Linked DNA regions of Gossypium hirsutum: region 1 is linked to region 2. A link is a contact called in public Hi-C data. All regions are on one chromosome and are shown on one strand. The core of a region is the stretch at or near the end of the contact, and the rest is flanking DNA. Distances in the headings are between cores, read along the strand shown. Region 1 holds the start of LOC107919103 (CEN-like protein 1). Region 2 holds the start of LOC107952707 (homeobox-leucine zipper protein ANTHOCYANINLESS 2).

The links. Hi-C and Micro-C count contacts between places; a contact is called where the count stands out from the background.
Region 1: a contact with region 2 is called in a Hi-C map of petal, with 2.5 times the contacts expected there. The contact joins the promoter of LOC107919103 here to the promoter of LOC107952707 in region 2. A contact is called at or near these places in 2 of 34 Hi-C or Micro-C datasets (leaf and petal).

The regions. Positions count from the first base shown.
Region 1 is chrD08:35,660,446-35,663,934 of Gossypium_hirsutum_v2.1, forward strand. It overlaps LOC107919103 (CEN-like protein 1), which reads right to left and starts at 1,875. Exons shown (of 4, transcript XM_016848633.2): 1 at 1,461-1,875; 2 at 1,320-1,381; 3 at 1,169-1,209; 4 at 571-1,088. The coding sequence starts at 1,661. The coding sequence ends at 868.
Region 2 is chrD08:35,415,061-35,418,334 of Gossypium_hirsutum_v2.1, forward strand. It overlaps LOC107952707 (homeobox-leucine zipper protein ANTHOCYANINLESS 2), which reads left to right and starts at 1,558. Exons shown (of 9, transcript XM_016887869.2): 1 at 1,558-2,011; 2 at 3,198-3,274. The coding sequence starts at 3,199.

The sequences.
Region 1 (3,489 bases), core at 625-3,124, 250 kb after region 2:
CTTTGGCTAGAAGTGGAGATATTCTTTGTTACCTCAGGGCCTTAAATTGCCACTATACCCTTTTCATTTTCTAATGAGAAATTGAAAAGAAAAAAACCCAACCAAATATATTTATGACAATTTGATAGACGATGTTAGTCCAAATCTCCATTAGTTTTGGCGTTTTGGTGTTAGTTCCATCCCCTCATGTTCCCCCATTGCTCAAAACATTATATTTCAATAATTAATTTGGTTCTTATATTATTCCGGCAAATAATAATTCTTTTAAAATAATTTTGAAAAACAAAGTTAAATCTAAACATTTTAACAAAATAGTCAAATTACATCCCCAGTTGTAAAATAAATTACAGGAAAGATTAACAAAAACCTATTTTAAGAAATAAAATTTATTGGTGCAGGAAATAAATTTTTGTAGTAATAAAAAAACCAATTTGGAAGTCATTTCGTCCTAATAAATCGTGAAATAAATGTCATGAGCAAAAAGTCCAAAAGCCTATGCCCCCAATAAAAATAAATTGCCATGCAATAGATTATATAATAATATATAGGGTATCATTGATTAGAGAAAGAGACCTTAAAAATTCTGTTATTCTCTTGATAGATGGAGTAGTTTGCGACGTGCCCACCAAAGTAATGGGGATGTGGGTCCACAGACAGAACCCAAACCTATACTTCTTACATAAAAACAGTCACCTTACCAAACTGTAGCTCACACAACAGTACGAGAGTACAAAGTGAAACTAATACCATCACATTAAACATACGTGTCAAACCCTAAATCCAGGACACCAGAGATATTTCCATCTTATTTACTTGTTTAATCAGTAGTAAATTATGTATGTATGTATTATTATGGAAGTGGCAGAGTCATCTTCTTGATCTTGCGGCAGTTTCTCTCTGGGCATTGAAGTAAACTGCAGCCACTGGGAGGCCCAAACCGTTGTCGGCTGAGAACCTCCGTGTGTTGAAACAATCCCTGGAAGATGGTGGCCTCACTGTTTTTCTTCCTCTCTGTTTGAACAGTACGAACACGTATCTATGGATGCCCACTGTTGGCTTTGGAGTCTCGTAGCTAACAACTTCCCTCCCTATTGATTGATTATTGCTAATATTAATTATGAGTTAAAAAAGAGTCATAAAAGCACAAATTGCAGTCTTGGGAACTCACCAAAGGAAGCATCAGTAGTACCCGGAATATCGGTAACCATCCTGAAATTTACATTTTGAACAAAAGAAAAGAGAGTATATCTTAAATTCGAATGCCAGCAACTTTTATTTTATATTGTATCTATATGGATACTAATAAATGCAATACAAACCAGTGCAAATGTTCTCTCAAGTAGAGATCACTAGGGCTTGGAGCATCAGGATCTGTCATGATCTGGAAAAAAGAAGAAGAGAAATTAGTAAGAAATATTGCAAGATGGCTGACTAATGTTTAATGCTTAAATAATACTTACTAAAGTGTAAGAAGGTCTCATGTCGTCGCCGCCAATCTCAACCCGAGGTCTACCAGTGATGAGGGCAGGCATGAGCTCATGGCCATTGGCAACTTGTTTGTTGGAGTTGTAAGTTACTGTTATTTTGACACTTGGGAAGAAATTATCCACCACCTCCCCTATAACTCTCCCGATGATAAGTGGGTCGGGGACTCTTGACATGATATATATATTTTTAGCTAATGAATATTGCAACACTTCTAATTAGATCGAAAGGAAAGTTAATGTATGCTTTGTAAGCTACTTTGAATTTCGATGCAATGGGTTCGGGAGAAAATATGACAGGTTTTATAGATAAGAAGAGTGAATGGAGCTTGGGTTTGATTTGAAGCTCAAAGATTCCAAAATTCTTCAGTTTACAATAAGAAGAAAAGAAGTCTATTTGCGGAATAGATATTTTTTACAAGCTTTTTAATTCTCTTATTTCCTTTTTAACACAACAATTCTTTAGGGGTGGCGAATCATGAACATGGGTTTTTCTTCAAGAAAAAAAAAAATGGGGTTCAAGATGGGGTTTTTTTACCATTATATTACCAAAAAAAAATTAAAAAAATATCAAAATAATACAAAAAAAAACAAAGACGGCTGAATGGAGGGCCTGCCACAGGCAGCACCTCCCTTTGTTCGTATTTCAACCCTTTGTTCGTATTTTTTTCTTCGGATTTTATTACTTTTAAAAAATATACTATTTTCTAATTTATTATTTTATATTATTTTAGTACATTATGCTTAAAATGTATTCATTTAGTGTGTTTTTTATTGAAAGTAATAAAATCCGGAGAAAAAATACGAACAAAGGGCCAAAATAAGGGTTTTTTTAAAATTTATTTAAAAAACACACTAAATAAATACATTTCAAACATAATGTACTAAAATAATGTAAAATAATAAAATTAGAAAATAGTATATTTTTTTAAAGTAATAAAATTCGGGGAAAAAATATGAACAAAGGGCTGAAATGTAATATTTTAGTAAAAATATTACAAAAAAATAAAAAAATAGTATATTTTTTTAAAGTAATAAAATGTTTGTATTTTTTTTACCGAATTTTATTACTTTTAAAAAATATACTATTTCGCCAAAGAGGTTAGGGGCGGTTTGGTATGAAGGGAAATTTGGGGGTTTAGGGGGCGAAGAGGAGCGCTGGGATTGTGATCTTTTCTTTTCTTTGCCCATTTCTCAGGGTGGAGCTTTCTGGCAGAACTTGAGGGGGCGGCGTCGATCGGATTCCGAGATGGAAACCAGTGTGAAATTAGACAACAACAAAATTAAAAACTAAACTATATTACCACTATAATAGGGATTTCCCTATCATAGTAGAACTCTAAATTAAAAAAAATAGTATATTTTTTAAAAGTAATAAAATCCGGGAAAAAAATACGAACATAGGGCCGGAATAAGGGTTTTTTTAAAATTTATTTAAAAAAACACTAAATTAATACAGTTCAAATATAATATACTAAAATAATGTAAAATAAAAAAATTAAAAAATAGTGTATTTTTTAAAAGTAATAAAATTCGGGAAAAAATACGAACATAGGGCCGAAATAAGGGTTTTTTAATTTATTTAAAAAAGACACTAAATTAATACATTTCAAATAATGTACTAAAATAATGTAAAATAAAAAAATTAAAAATAGTATATTTTTTAAAAGTAATAAAATCCGAGGAAAAAATACGAACAAATGGCTAAAATACGAACAAAGGAGGTGCCGCCTGTGGCAGTGGCACCATTAGTGCCGCCTATGGTAGGCCCTCCTTCAGTATATTTTTTTAACTGTTTTTTTTTGTATTATTTTGGTAAATAATAAAAAAGTTGTAATATTTTGGTATTTTTTATTTATTTTTTTGTAATATTTTAGTAAAAATCCCTCAAGATGGTATGTATAGACATTTTCATTTAAATTTTAGGGTAAATTTGGTATATATAAAATTTTCTAGGTTTGATATATTTATTAAAATAATATTTTTAAAAATTTTAAGGTAAACT
Region 2 (3,274 bases), core at 308-2,807:
GTGGGTTTGAGTCTGTTGAAGCGCATTAATTATTCTCCTAGTTAAGGGTTGAGGATGAGCTATAAGTAGTTTTATGCATTGTATAAAAAAGAACAGATATGATAAAAACCTATAATGAAATTAAAGTTTAAAAAATAATCGTGATTCATTAATTGTATTTAAAAATGTGATTTTTATTATTCAAAAGAATGTTATTTTTATGAAATTATTTTATTTTTATTAAAAGTTTTATACATATGATGATGAGTCCTAACTTATTAAATAATTTAAATAATTCAATAGCTTAAAAAATATAATAAACCAACAAGTAGGGGTATTTAAATGGTTAACCGAATTGAACTAGTATTAGCTGAATTAACTGAATTTTTGAATCTTTTAATCGTTAATTAAACCGAATTTTTTTCAAAAAAATTAACCGAACCAAAATATTTCAATTAATCGAATTAATCGAAATTTATATTTTTTGGTCAAAACAAGTATAAAACATATCAAAAAATAAATTATAATATTCATTTAACTGAATTATCCAAATTAAAACTACATGTAATTTGTATTATTAATTATTAAGTTCGGTTAATTCGATTAATTACCCGATTTCGAATTGAATTAACCGATAACTGAACTTTCAAAAAAATCATTAATCGACCTTCGTCCAAATTAGATCAATTAATCGACTGATTAACTAAATTAGATTGGTTTGATTGATTAATTTAGTTCTAATCAAAATTTAAACACTCTTACTAAAATTAATCGATTGATTAACTAAATTAAATTGATTTGATTAATTAATTTAGTTTTAATCGAAATTTAAACCCTCATTATAATAAGAAGAATATAAAACTTTTAAGGAAATAATATTAGCTGGAATTTTTAAAACGATACTATTAAAAAATAATTATAAACTTTTAAGTATAAACTGTAAAATTTACTTGTAAAAGATAAAAATATTATAATGAAAAGATGTACCAAACATATCTATCTTAGAAAATGATATAATAAGAGTTTAGTGAACGTTTCCTCCAATAATTGCTTTGATTTTCTTAAGCTTAGGGAAATTGAAGTGACAATAAAACTTAAGACAATCTTAAAATCAAAACCAAATCTTAAGTCAGATATATTTGTAAAATTAAAATTTTAAAAAGAAAAATAAAAAATGAGTTGTCGTCCAAATCAGGGTTACAACAGAGGCCAACTATCACTGCCGAATTAGATTTAGGAATCTAGACCCTGTCCCCATCTATATTTGCAGAAGTACCGTATTGACCCTAAACAGTACCCAGAATGCCCAGAATTTTATCTCAGCTTTTACGTGTCATTTTGGGATAGGTTCCATTCGTAAAGTGTATAGGCGGGCGTAGAGAGTATCGAGCACACAGGATTTAAACTCGTCCAGAAACTACGAGTGTCGCGCACAGACACAAGCGCGGGGGTAGCGCGTGAAAGGCGGATATCCCAAAACGGCAAAACCCGGTTTTGGGAGGTAGTGGGTCCCACACTGCATTAAGCTCTTGATTTCCTCTTTATATTAATTAAATATCATATTTACGGGGAAGACAAAGGGAGAAAAAAGAAGAGGAAGAAAATACCATCAAAATTGAAAATTAAAGGGAAAAAAAGACAGAGAGAATGAGAGATCGCTACAGTCTTCATTAGGGTTTATAAGATCGAGAGTTTTTTTCCTTTTCATTTGATATTAAACAAAGGATTAACGAGTTTGACTATTGATTTTCTCTCCCTTTTTCTTTGTAAAGTCAGCTTGCAGTATCTTCACAGCTTCCAACGATCCAACCACCATTATAATTAGTAGTGATTTTTTTTGGGGTTCTTTTAATCTAAAATAAAGAAAAAGAAAAGCTTTCATATATTTTATTATATACTTTGTCCTTTTTACTTCTTTGTACAGATCCCAACAGTTAAATAGAGAGAGAGAGAAGGATCTGATAACCTGTATCTGTTCCACTCTGTTCAAAAACACTGACCTTTGCCCACTGTCAAAATAAAAATAAAAAAGGTACTAGCTTTTTCTGGGTTTGGGTTCTTGTTTTTGTGCATTTATTTCTTACAGCCTGTTTATTTTCTTTACTTGCACTGGAAGATAGAGAGAGGGGAAAAAAAAGAGAAAGAGGTCAACTGGGTTTTTTCATGCCTTTGATTCTGGTTATTGCTACGTCATATGGTGTTTGAATAGTGTGAATGTGAAAGAGATAAGCTTTGCCTTTTTGTGTTTTTGGTTTTGCTTTTTCCTTTTCTCTGTGGGTCCTTTTCAATTTTGTCAAATATGCTGACAAACAATTGGTCAAGCATGATGCTGTGAAAATTTAGGGTTTTCATATTTGTCAGTGTTTCCATGGAGTTTTTTCAGGGATTTCCCTGGCTGAGACGCTGGACTTAGGTAAAGACATAAAAGAGAAGGTGTGAACTCGTTGTTTCTTATTATTATTATTACAAGATTAAAAGGTGGTCTCTCTTGTCCTGTTCCTCCACTGTTTTCTCTCTCTTAAACTGACTTTTTTTGAGAGAGAGAACGATATATTAGTTTTTTAGAGCAAGAGAGAGAGGTGTCATGCATGGGCGTTGACAAGGTAGACAGCCTTGTCATTCTGTATTTGTTGAGATGAAATTGTCAAAAAGGTTTTAGACTTTAGCTCAATCTGGGTATTGTTTTGTAAGGTCAAATTAATGGATAAGAAAGCGAAACAAAACTGAAGCACAACCTTGTGAAAGTGATAGTGACCGTTTCAATCAACATAGAAAAACAGACGCCATGAAATAATAGAGGGAGTGTGAGATTAAAAATAATTGGTTTCTGTCTCTTTTTTCCTAATTTAATGAGTTTTGGGGGTTTGATCAAGAGTAGTAGCAGCAGTGACAGTGGTAGTTCGGGTGCAAGGGTGGTTGTGGCTGATTTTGTTCCACAAAACAGCATGCTAAGTTATGCCATTGTTGAGCCACCTCTTCTCACCCAACATATTCCCATATCTATGCTAAGCTCTCCCTCACTTTCTCTCTCATATGTACTGTCTCATCTCCCTCCCCCTCCCCCCCCATCTCTCTCTCTCTTTCTCTCTCTCTCTCTCTAGTGCATTGTCCTTCAATTAATTTATTACCTACTTTTTTTTTCTGAGCTTTGCTGTGTGCTTGTTATTATTTTTAAGATGGGTCATTTATTAGGGGGACTTGGTTTTGGTGCAGAAAAGAATGGATGGTCATGGTGAGATGGGGCTGATTGGGGAAAACTTTGATCCGGGTTTTGTTGGGAGGATGAAGGAAGACG